Regions from separate parts of the Columba livia genome. Here region 1 is linked to region 2. Evidence: chromatin contacts called from public Hi-C data. All regions are on one chromosome and are shown on one strand. The core of a region is the stretch at or near the end of the contact, and the rest is flanking DNA. Distances in the headings are between cores, read along the strand shown. Region 1 overlaps LOC110364013. Region 2 overlaps LOC110364013.

Evidence for each region. A called contact is a pair of places that touch in the nucleus more often than the background predicts.
Region 1: a contact with region 2 is called in a Hi-C map of liver, with 4 times the contacts expected there. The contact joins two enhancer-like sites.

Annotation. Positions count from the first base shown.
Region 1 is chr1:140,148,335-140,153,391 of bColLiv1.pat.W.v2, forward strand. All of the region lies in intron 4 of LOC110364013, which reads left to right. It overlaps LOC102084862 (a long non-coding RNA gene), which reads right to left. Exons shown (of 4, transcript XR_010466789.1): 2 at 2,929-4,145; 3 at 2,491-2,836. Among named protein-coding and RNA genes, the nearest start is that of PPARA, 170 kb to the right of the region's middle. Within about 2 kb of position 1,452, at least 1 of the 3 cell types and tissues checked has an H3K27ac peak away from gene starts, as active enhancers do.
Region 2 is chr1:140,038,781-140,043,991 of bColLiv1.pat.W.v2, forward strand. All of the region lies in intron 3 of LOC110364013, which reads left to right. Among named protein-coding and RNA genes, the nearest start is that of WNT7B, 150 kb to the left of the region's middle. Within about 2 kb of position 2,196, at least 1 of the 3 cell types and tissues checked has an H3K27ac peak away from gene starts, as active enhancers do.

The DNA.
Region 1 (5,057 bases), core at 202-2,701, 110 kb after region 2:
AATGCATTTATATATCTCCTTGAAGAAGGATAACTTTCAGTGAATGAGCCTGAGCCATAACTGTGTAAAGGCGACGTACTTTTAACCCTCCAAATGCACCAGAATCATCCCAGTAAAAAGAAGGGCAAAAGGAGAGATGAAACTCAGCTGTTTTCACATTTATACAAAAAGTGAGAAAGGAAGGGATAGGTATCGAGAGTAAAGAACAAGCAGATCTGTATTTTTGTATAGAAAGTACAAAAATAGCTAAGGAGCTAAAAATAGCGTCTGAGAAAAAAGGGGGAAAGCCATTCAGAAAACCTGTTAAATGCAAGTAAAACACTATCAAATAAAGTCTTCATATACTTGAGTCTGATCCTTCCCTAAAAAAAAAACAGGTCTGTCTTTTATATTACATTGGCATTAAAAGTTGTTGAATGCACTATCGCATAGAATCTCTCCTGTGGAGGGTTAACATTCTCATCTGTGCCTGTTCTGTTAAAATAAATATTATCACAAATGTCATGCCATTATTTTTAAACAAAAATGATAAGAGTTTTAGCTGGACATTATGGCTGTCTGCTGCTAAGTCTGTTATCTAGAAATTTTGCTTGCTTTTACTTTTTATCCACACAGGATTTATGCATACACATCCTCTGCATCCACAGTCTGTATGCAATAGATATCAAAGTTATTAGAAGAGGTCAGAATTACTAGGTGTCACTTTACCAAAATAAAAATTTGTGGGAAAGTTACTGTTTAAATATCTTGTCAACTATGTCCTAATAATCTCTAGTATGCTTTTACTATAATTCCCCGAAAATAAATATTAAAAACATTTTGTGGTTTCACACCATTAAAAAAAAAAAAAAAAGTTGGTAAGCATAAACCATAAAACATATATTTGGCTTACAAAAGAAATGTTTATTCTCCTCAGAATGCCAGTGGTTGGGCATTTTCTTGAGATTTGAGGCTGCATAAAAATGTGTAACAGAGGTTCCTTAAATATGCCACTGCAGTATTTGTTGGAGATGTGGCACAGCCAGCCAGTTCCGAGAAACCCACATGTGCCACGCTCTGCTTAATACATGTGGCTAATATTGTGCATTTTAATAGAGTAAATCTGATTAAAGTCAGGCCTGAAAACAATGAGATGGGTCTTGATGATGTATAGGTAGAAAGTATGTTACATCAAACACCATATATGCTGTTCGTAGTAGTGCTTGCTTCTGCCAGCCTTACCGGTTAGGCAGAGTACGTACAGCTCTTGGAACGGCTGTATTACAAGCTATAATATATTGGAAATAGTGTTAAGTCTTTGCCATTATCATTACCACAGCTGATCATCCAAATACTGCGTTTTTAAAAATCGTGTGAGTTTATGTAAGAAGGAAATACATCTTGGAAATAATCTACGACTCTGAAAGACCTCTGGTCCATTTTGCAGGACCGTGCATTTTTAAGCAGAAGGCTGGAGAGCAGCCTCTTCGGATGGGATCTGAGAGTTGCAAGGGACAGAAACTCACATCCACCAGTTTTCTTTTTTCCATTGCATTTTTTTTTCTATCACCTCATGATCAACATTTAGAGGAATAACATATCAATTAATATATCTTTTTTTCCTGAGGACTATTTTACAAAGCCTTAGAAACACATGGTAGTGACTTTTCCAGTTAGTTGAAACTATCTAGCTGTTTTAAAAGTACATCAGGAAAGCAATGATAGTATAAGCAAAATAAATGTTAAATGAGAGGGGCAACTATGACTTTCCTTAAGTAAACATATAATCCCTTTTTTCTTATGGTAGCATATTTTCCACAAAGAAGACTCTTCAAGATTGAATCCTGTACAGTCTCTTCCCCCCCTTCCCCCCCCCATCCCATGTAGGGCAAATCAAATGCTCGACAACGTTTTTTGTTAGGAAAGCACATAAAAAAATTTGAATATACCAATAACAGAAAAAGTATATATATTTTTATTGCAACAATGAGATTTCATTGGTTGAGTGAAATGGCGAGATGTGACGCAAAAGGACACTTGGACGGGTAGAAATGCTGATGTATGCCAAAGCAGGCGTACCAAGAAATGCTGTTGCTATGAGAGAAACAGAGGGAGAGAGAGAGGGAGAGAGAGATCGTGAGAGAGCAAGTTGTGGAGGCCTTATTTTTTCCTTTTCGCCTTACAGCACAGAGACTGCAACATCTCCCATTGCTAGCAGGGAGGGTTTAGAAGCTTTCGGTGGGTATTTTGATTAGACAGAGCATTTAGAGGAGGGGAGGAAGACAAGGGAGATGCAGGTCACCTTAGAGTACAAAAGCAATTGGAAAGTAGGAGGCTGTATATACTAAGCCAATGATCTGTGCTATGATAGATATACAAATTAGTACGACAGATGAAGCAGCTTAGCTCATTATCCACCTGATGGTATTAAGACTTAGAATTCAAAATGACAAAATTAAAATGCACGCACACACACACACATACACACACATAGATTTATAATGACCCCACCTTTTCAGCTTATGAATTATCCAGCTGGGATACCGACGTCTCTTGTGTAACATTCTTAAAGAGCTGCAATAAATTCACCTTGTGAGTCCATTAGCCAGAAAAGGGGGAAAAATAATTTGCAGGATTTTTTTATTATTATTATTTTTTTCGTCTCTCTTCTTCGGCAAGGGGGAGAAAAGTTTGTGCTGTGAACTTAGCCTAGCAGCTTCTGGAACGTGAGCCAAAAGGGGCAGGAAGTTGTTTTACAATAGCGTTACAGTGATCTGCCACAAATGGAAAAAGCCAAATGTTGGACTCGGCAAAGAGAAAAAATATCCTTCTCCCCCTCGTTTCCCTCCTTTTGCCCCTTAAGAGAGAAAAAAAGAGAAAGGCACGTTGAGCTAGAAGTTCTTTTTCTATTTTAATTACTTCTGGTAAGTAATGGAAAGATTATCTTACTTGTATATTCCATGGCAAGCACGAGGGAAAGAAGTATCAAAGGGACGTTTAAAAAAATGCACTTGGTAACTAGCAACGGGACTTTTGGCACAATTCCTTGAGTTTGCTTGAGGTTATGGAGGGGGGATGGGAAGAAGAAAAGCAAGTCGACGCAGTACGTTTTCTTTAAAAAAGGGGAGGGAGGGATGGAGGAAAAACCATATAAAACTTTCTTTTTTTTTTTTTTTAAGGAAATGTGTGTTGATCCTCTGAAGCTGAATCCTCAGGCATTTGTGGCCCGTCTTTGCAGTCCGATATGTTTTTTTGTGAGTGTGTGTAAGCGCTCTCAATCAAACAGCAATCATGGCAGCTGTTTTTCTTCCAGCACAGCAGTTGAGCTGTCTCGCCCAAATGCTTATCAGCTTTTGACTCGGTGCCAAGATAGTTAGAAGGGCCAAGCAGCCTGAGCTTGGCTGTGCAGCTGGTTTAGAAGTAAGGGGCATGAGAAAAGAAAATCACAAAGTTTTTTTGTCACATATTTACTTTTTAAAAGATCCATTTTCAGTTCGGTGAGCTTGGGGTTGGGTTGGTTTTTTTCGGTGTGTGTGTGTGTCTGTGCTGCAGTTCTGTGGTCCTTGTGGACTGCTTTGCTACAGAGACACGTCTAGGTACGTGTAAATATAAAGAGGAGCTCTCTTCTCTCCCGTTTTAATCCCGGAAGATATTTCCGTAGGACCTTCCTCTTTCTATTCTCCTCCTCCTCCCCCCCCCCCCCTCCAAATTAAAGGCTTCATTAACCGCGCTGTACTGTCAAGCATATTGCCATAGCGTGGGTGCATTTACATTCCAGCGCAGCACCTTTCCCCCCAGTTGCTCTTTTTCTCCCTTGGTTCTCCCCCCGTCCCCATCCCAACCCCCGGGCTCCCTGCCCGCGGGGCGAACCCGCTCCCGCCGCGCCGGGGGCGGCCGCAGGGTGGATGGGGAGGGAAAAGGCGGCCGGAGGGGGCCGGGGCGGGTGTCGCCGGGGCGGGTGTCACCGGGTTGGTGGCGGTGTGCGTGTGCGGCTGTGTCTGTGTGTGTGTCTCTTGTTCTGCCCGTGAGGGAAAACGAGCCTTCTCACGCAGGGCCGTGCCTCTGTTTCATCATCAGCTCTAGCCCTCCGCGTTTCGCTAGCTCACGTCCTCCTCCTCTTCCCTTAGCCAGATTGCTCCAGTCGCTCACAAGGGGGAGGCTGGACTCTGAGAGAGAAAAAAAAAAAAAAAGAGAAAAAAAAAAAAAGGTTGCTGCTGCTGCTCGCATTCCTGCTGCAAGGGCCTCCCCTTCAGACGGCCTTCGCCAGAGCAGAACTTTTAAAGATGCTGCAAATAGGATCTTCTTTTTCTCCTCTGCTTTATTTAACCCTCCTCTCCCACCGTTTAAGAACGGGGCTCGTTTTCCGTCTCTCCTGCGCTGTGCTCGGCTGTACTGTATATCGCAATGCTGAGGTTAAAGCTCCCAAGTATTTTCCCCTCGGCTGATCCCTTTCTCTCGCTCTCCTCTCTCTCTTTTTCCTCCGTTAAAGAAATTGATTTCTTTGACTGAGCAATGAATCGGGCTTCGCTAGTTTGTATGCTGTGAGAACGAAGGCTTTTATTTGTGGTTTTTCTCTCCCGAGTATCAGTGCACAGTGCTGCTTATGGAACGAGGCTCTCGCTGGCTTTCTCTTTAATAGAAATATATTTTTAATGGCTTTAGGTATCTGCGCCATGTGAAATAGGGCGGATGATATCCCTCCAAACCCCCTTGTAATTTGACCATGGCTGAAATGGAGGGGGGGGGGGGAAGGAGGGGGGCTGGTTGTGGGGTAGGGGGTGCACAGGCTGTTTCGTCCTTGCAAACCTCTCCCCCCTTTTTTCCTCTCTGAGGAGGGAAAAGGGGATGTGCAGTAAAATGCCGTCTCTGGGACAGGTGCCAGCTCCTAGACAAAAGAAGTAAAATAGGCGGTAAAGAGGGACGTGGAGGGGGGGGAAATTAATAGCCAGCAAAAATAGGAATCGAAAATCTCTGAGGCAGCACTGGCGACACTGATGGTGCCTGACTGGCCTTTTTGCCGAATATTTTCTTAGCGATGGGTGGAAAGGAGAAAGTTGCAGCATACTTTTTATTCTCGT
Region 2 (5,211 bases), core at 946-3,445:
TTACTCTGAGGGTGCCAGAGCACTGGAACAGGCTGCCCGGAGAGGTTGTGGAGTCTCTTTCTCTGGAGACAAAACCTGCCTGGACACATTCCTGTGTGATCTGCTGTGGGTGAACCTGCTTTAGCAGGTGGGTTGGACTAGGTGAGCTCCAGAGGTCCCTTCCAATCCCAACCATTCTGTGATTCTGTGATACTATTTGCTCCAAAATGTGGCGTGAGGAAGTGTTGGAGGTGGCACAGGCAGTGTGAGGCAGCCGTACCCTGCTGTGCCCTGTGTGCTGTGGCCTGTGACAAGTCCCTGCTTCAGACTGACAAGTGCCAGGTCCTGGCCAGATCTCAGGGCTGGTCTGGCCAGGGAACAGACCTGCACCAGCCCCAGGGGGTGACGGGGAGCCCCGGGGGTGAGTGGGGAGATGGGGGGCAGCGGCTCATGTCTGTTGCTCTGCCTGCAGCCCCGAAACAGCAGCTGCCCCTGAATCCAAGCCAGTTCCTACAGGGTGGAGGGAGCCTGGTGAGTGCGTTTGTCTTATCGCGCAGGCCGTTTACTCGGGCTGTGAGCTTCTTCCCAGCCTGGGACTCTGAGAGAAGTTTTGCCCTTTTGTTTTCATGTTTGCAGCCAATTCAGCTTTGGCTACTTTAAGGCCTCTTAAAAAAAAAAATCACTTGAGTGTAACAATGGCCCTGGCAGAAACCTCTCACAGTCCGCTTTTTCCCTTCTGGTTTATGCAGTGTGAAGCTGACCTATTACACCCACCTCTAAGTCTGTATTTGAGTTGGTTTTTTGTGCTCACCGAACAGAGGGAAAAGGGGCTTAAAATAAAATTTCAAGCAAGATATGTCAAAATCAAGATCAGAGTCAGCCCTCATCTAAATGATTACAACTCCATCCGTTTCAGTAAGGGCCTCTGCTTGGTTGATCCCCTCTCTTCTTTGCTATGATGTTAGGCATATTTGCTATAATCTCTTTCTCCCCAGAGAGGATTTTTCCCATACATATACACGTGTGTGTGTATGTACATAAATAAAATTAGGATTGATATCTTAAATATCAAGTGACAGTGTATATCCACTTGGGTCAAGATGTAACTACTTACAGCAGTGATTAAAGATCAGTGTTTATAGAGAGTATTACCTGACTGTAACAAAATTGTTCTGGGAGATTTACAAGGTGATGTCTGGTGGGTAACAGGTCAGTGCAGGGTTGATACAGTATTTTGAAATATGTGTTTGTCTCCATGTATGTATCCTTAAGGAGAATAAAGGAGTTTCTTTTGCAGGAAGAAAGAAAAATAAAAGAATATTGTAGCTTCCAGATGATTCAAAATAGGAAGAATTTTAAATCTGTCAGCAGTGGTCGTGTTTGGAGATTTAACAAGCAATCCATGAAATAATGTCCATTAAGCTAGAGAGCAGCAGTATCTGGTAAAGAATGCCCAGCTTGAGCTCTTAGAGCTTTCACTGCCCTGCTTTTCTTTTCAAAGCATGCTTCTTAACACTATGGCAAAGCTTGAATATTGTTTAAAAAATATTTTTCTATTCTCCATTTGCAGAGCATAGCATCATAGAAAGCAGGATTGAAAGAGACCCCCAGATGTTACGTTGGCCACTTGTTGCCTGGAGAGAGGATAAACTGTACTTGCTTCATTCCCAACAGATGTCTGTCTAACCTGTTTGTAAAAACTTCTAAGAGTGATATCCCCTGTAAAATCCATGGCAATGCTTCACTCTATTCAGCTTTTTCCCCCTCCCTAGAGTAGCCCGAATCTCCCTGCATCATTCATTTTATGTGATGATCTGGAATGCAGTGCTATTTGCTTTTAGAAAACTGTATGAGCAACTTGGCTGCTAGATAATTGTTCAGTTACTTTGGCAGGCTCATACTTCAATCCTGCAATAGAAAATTCTTGCCAGTTCTTTGTGATTTTCATGTCTGTCTCATGATACTTGGTGTTTTTCCTGAAGCTACAGTTACTGAGTCACAGATCTTCACTTTTATTTCAGAAGGAAAAAAAAAAAATGCAAGTGCCCTGCCGGCTCCCTAAGGAAGATACTTGCAAAGGCCTTAAAAAACTATACAAACTAAGGAATTTGAGCCAATTTTTTCAAGTTTTATACATTTTTAGGCTTTTTAAAATGCTTGGAGTGCTCAATATTAGAAGTTTTGATCCCACGCTTATGTGAAGGTCTGCTAACTTGCCTGTCTTCTGTGAAAGGACAGAAATCAGGCCAGATAAGTGAATCCTAAACTCTTGTAATTTATAACTGCAAAAATATCTTTCTGCTGCTTGCAGAATCACCATTGAGTCGAATAGTATGCTGTCCTGTAGAGCCTAAGATTAGCAGTTAATAAACTGTATTTTATGAAACCATGGGAAATGCTGTTTGTAATTATGGTGTCATGACAGTATCAAATCATGATAAGGAGCGTGATGTTTACTTTAAAAGGAATGAAGGTTGAAGTGGTTCAGAAAGTTTGGTAAACTAGGAACTGTACTACAAAAAGGAAAATACTGAGACAGTGTTCAGATGTGGCAGATCATTCAAATATTTCGAGCTTATTTTCAGGAGGAATATGGGAGGCATTTTCATGTTTTGTCAAATTTGCACACTTATTTTTAAATATGAGTGTTCCTTCATTTTCAGACATCTTTCATGTAAATGTTGCTTTTTATGACAAAATAATCACATATACATGTAATAAATACTAAGTTATAAGGATCTGTGACTTAAAAATATTTAGGGTTTTATAGTTCTGTGTTAAACTGGAGCTGCTTGTTTCAGAAGAGTTTTGCAAAGTTCTTCAGAAAATAATATTAAAGAAAGGGGTGAGGGGAGAGAAATTCCAACTGCCCCTTAGTTTGTGTATTATTAACACATACCAGATGTGTCTTTTATAGGATAGATTATGAGTTGTGACTGAATGAATTTCAGTACAAAACTGGAACTTTTCAAGTTAGTGAAATGTTAACTGCTTTATGCATTTTGTCTGTGTTTCACTTGTAGATTGTTACGATGCTCAAAATAGTTGTGTCTTTTTGTGTGGTGGTTTTTTTTGTTTTGGTTTTTTCCCACCTCCTACCCCAAACCAAAATACATCTGGTGTTTGTTGGCTTTCAGCAAATGATGGCTGGACTTAGTGGCTTTGACCCTGTTTCATTGTAATTAAGGTTGTTAAGATTTTATGTTTTTAGTATCTGTTTTACAACATTTTCATTACTGTGTATTTTATTAAGGTTCAAGTGGTTTGTATTTTTATGGTTGCATCTGGTCTGTATAAACCCTGTTCCAGTTTAAAAAGCTACTTGTCTTGGTAATGGACATGAGGGAATTTTGAAGTGTAGTGGAATGTGTATATGTCAATCGTATGTCCGTTCCTAGAAGGTCTTGCTCCTGGACTAGCTGATAATAATCTTACTACCTAAAGTATGGAAATGGGTGTGTGTCCACATTCATGTCTTTGTGTTTGTTTGCGCTTGCATGTGCTTCTTATTTCCACATTTAACTATTTAGCGATGTTTGTCTTGAAAACAAGAATAGTTGTCCTTGAAAGGTGGTTCAGAATACCTTCGGGGTAGGCCATATAATCCAAAAATGTTATTGGTTAATATATTTTTTTGGTACACGTTTAAGAAGAAATGCTTTCTGTATCAGGCAGTCTTGAGTTTAGTTTCTCATGAAGATGATACAATGTTTCTCTGTCAATAATCATAGAAGTTACTGTTTTGCTTTGGTGTTCAACTGGACATGTGTTGTATAAGCTTCTCCTACATATCCTGATTGATTTGATGCATGTTTAAACAGGGGAAAAAAAAAAAGGCTTATTTTAGTCCCACAGATTATTATATTTCTGAAAAGTAAAATAGGAGAACTACAAATGCAAATTAAAATAATGCTATATTAAATAACAAGTCTCCGAGAATGTAAATGCACTGAAAAGAACATTTCCCAAGTCTTACTTGTTTTCATTATTACATCGCTTTTCAAGTGTTTGTTCTAGAGCCCTGAGAATTTGATGGCAGTCCTTACCTTAACCAAGGCCTGACTTTCTTTAATGGTATCTGTTCTGTAAAGCATTTCTTGAAGTATTGAAATACATCTAATGCGCAAGAGCAACGGCTTGCAGAATTGCACCAATGTTGAACAAGATAAATCATTCAGCATTCCTTCTTTAAATTCTTTTCTCTAAAATCTGATAACATGCCTGATGCAATCAAGACTTTGCAATGCGTTCTGATGTAGACTTTTCAGTAACTGCAGTATCTGAACTTCGCATGCTTTGGCTGGCACAGCCCATGCTCCTGTGCATGAAAAATAGCTGTTCTGTGTCAGCTTTTCGAAGAGCAGGTTGTTCAAATCGTGTTGCTCTTGAAGCACTCTAGAAAATTGTAACTCTTGCTCTTAAGGTACACCACAACATCACAATAATGTTTTAATATTTCATCATTCTTTCCTTTTGCTCCTCCAGCATTGACTGTCCATACCATTAGTTCGTCTCACTTTCTCCTATAAGACAAATGACTCGAAAGTATTCCAATATGCCCTGTGTATATAAACACATATACATTATCATATACATTTTGTGCACACACACGAGCACACAAAGTTTTCACAGACTGTAAGATGGGAGTAAAACGTATTCATTGGTGCTGATGAAGAAATTGGACTGGTAGGGCGCTGCTGGTTTTTCAATTCCACTTTATTTGGTTCTTCAGGTCAGTCAGTTCCCTCAGAATGTGGAGGGTGGTCTGTGTTAGCAAAGTATATAATAATATGTTATATCTGCCAGGCTCCCAGCTCAGGAGAGGCCCTTTGCCTTCAGGAGGCCCCGTTCTGAGGAGCCTCCTGACCTTTGAGTGGAGCCGTGTTTCCATTGCGGAGTCAGCAGAAGCGCTTCCGTGGGACCACGCTGGTGTCACTCAGCACAGACCGGGGAATGGAAAGAGCTGAGTTGGAAGGTGTCACAGAACGTGCGTTTTGTTTTGGATGTGGAGCTGTACAGGTGCTCTGTTTGTGTGAAGATCTGCTCGCTTTTGCATCGCTTCTGTTCTTTTGCGTGAGAGAGTGAAATGTTCGTAAGAAATGCTTTTGTGGATTTTAGCTGGGTGAAATGACAACTTAATTACTTGATGCCTCACTGTTGTCTGTGGAGTGTGAGAGAACTCAGTTTCTCATGCTTAGCCAAATCAGTGAGACTAAGGAAGCTAGTTTCATG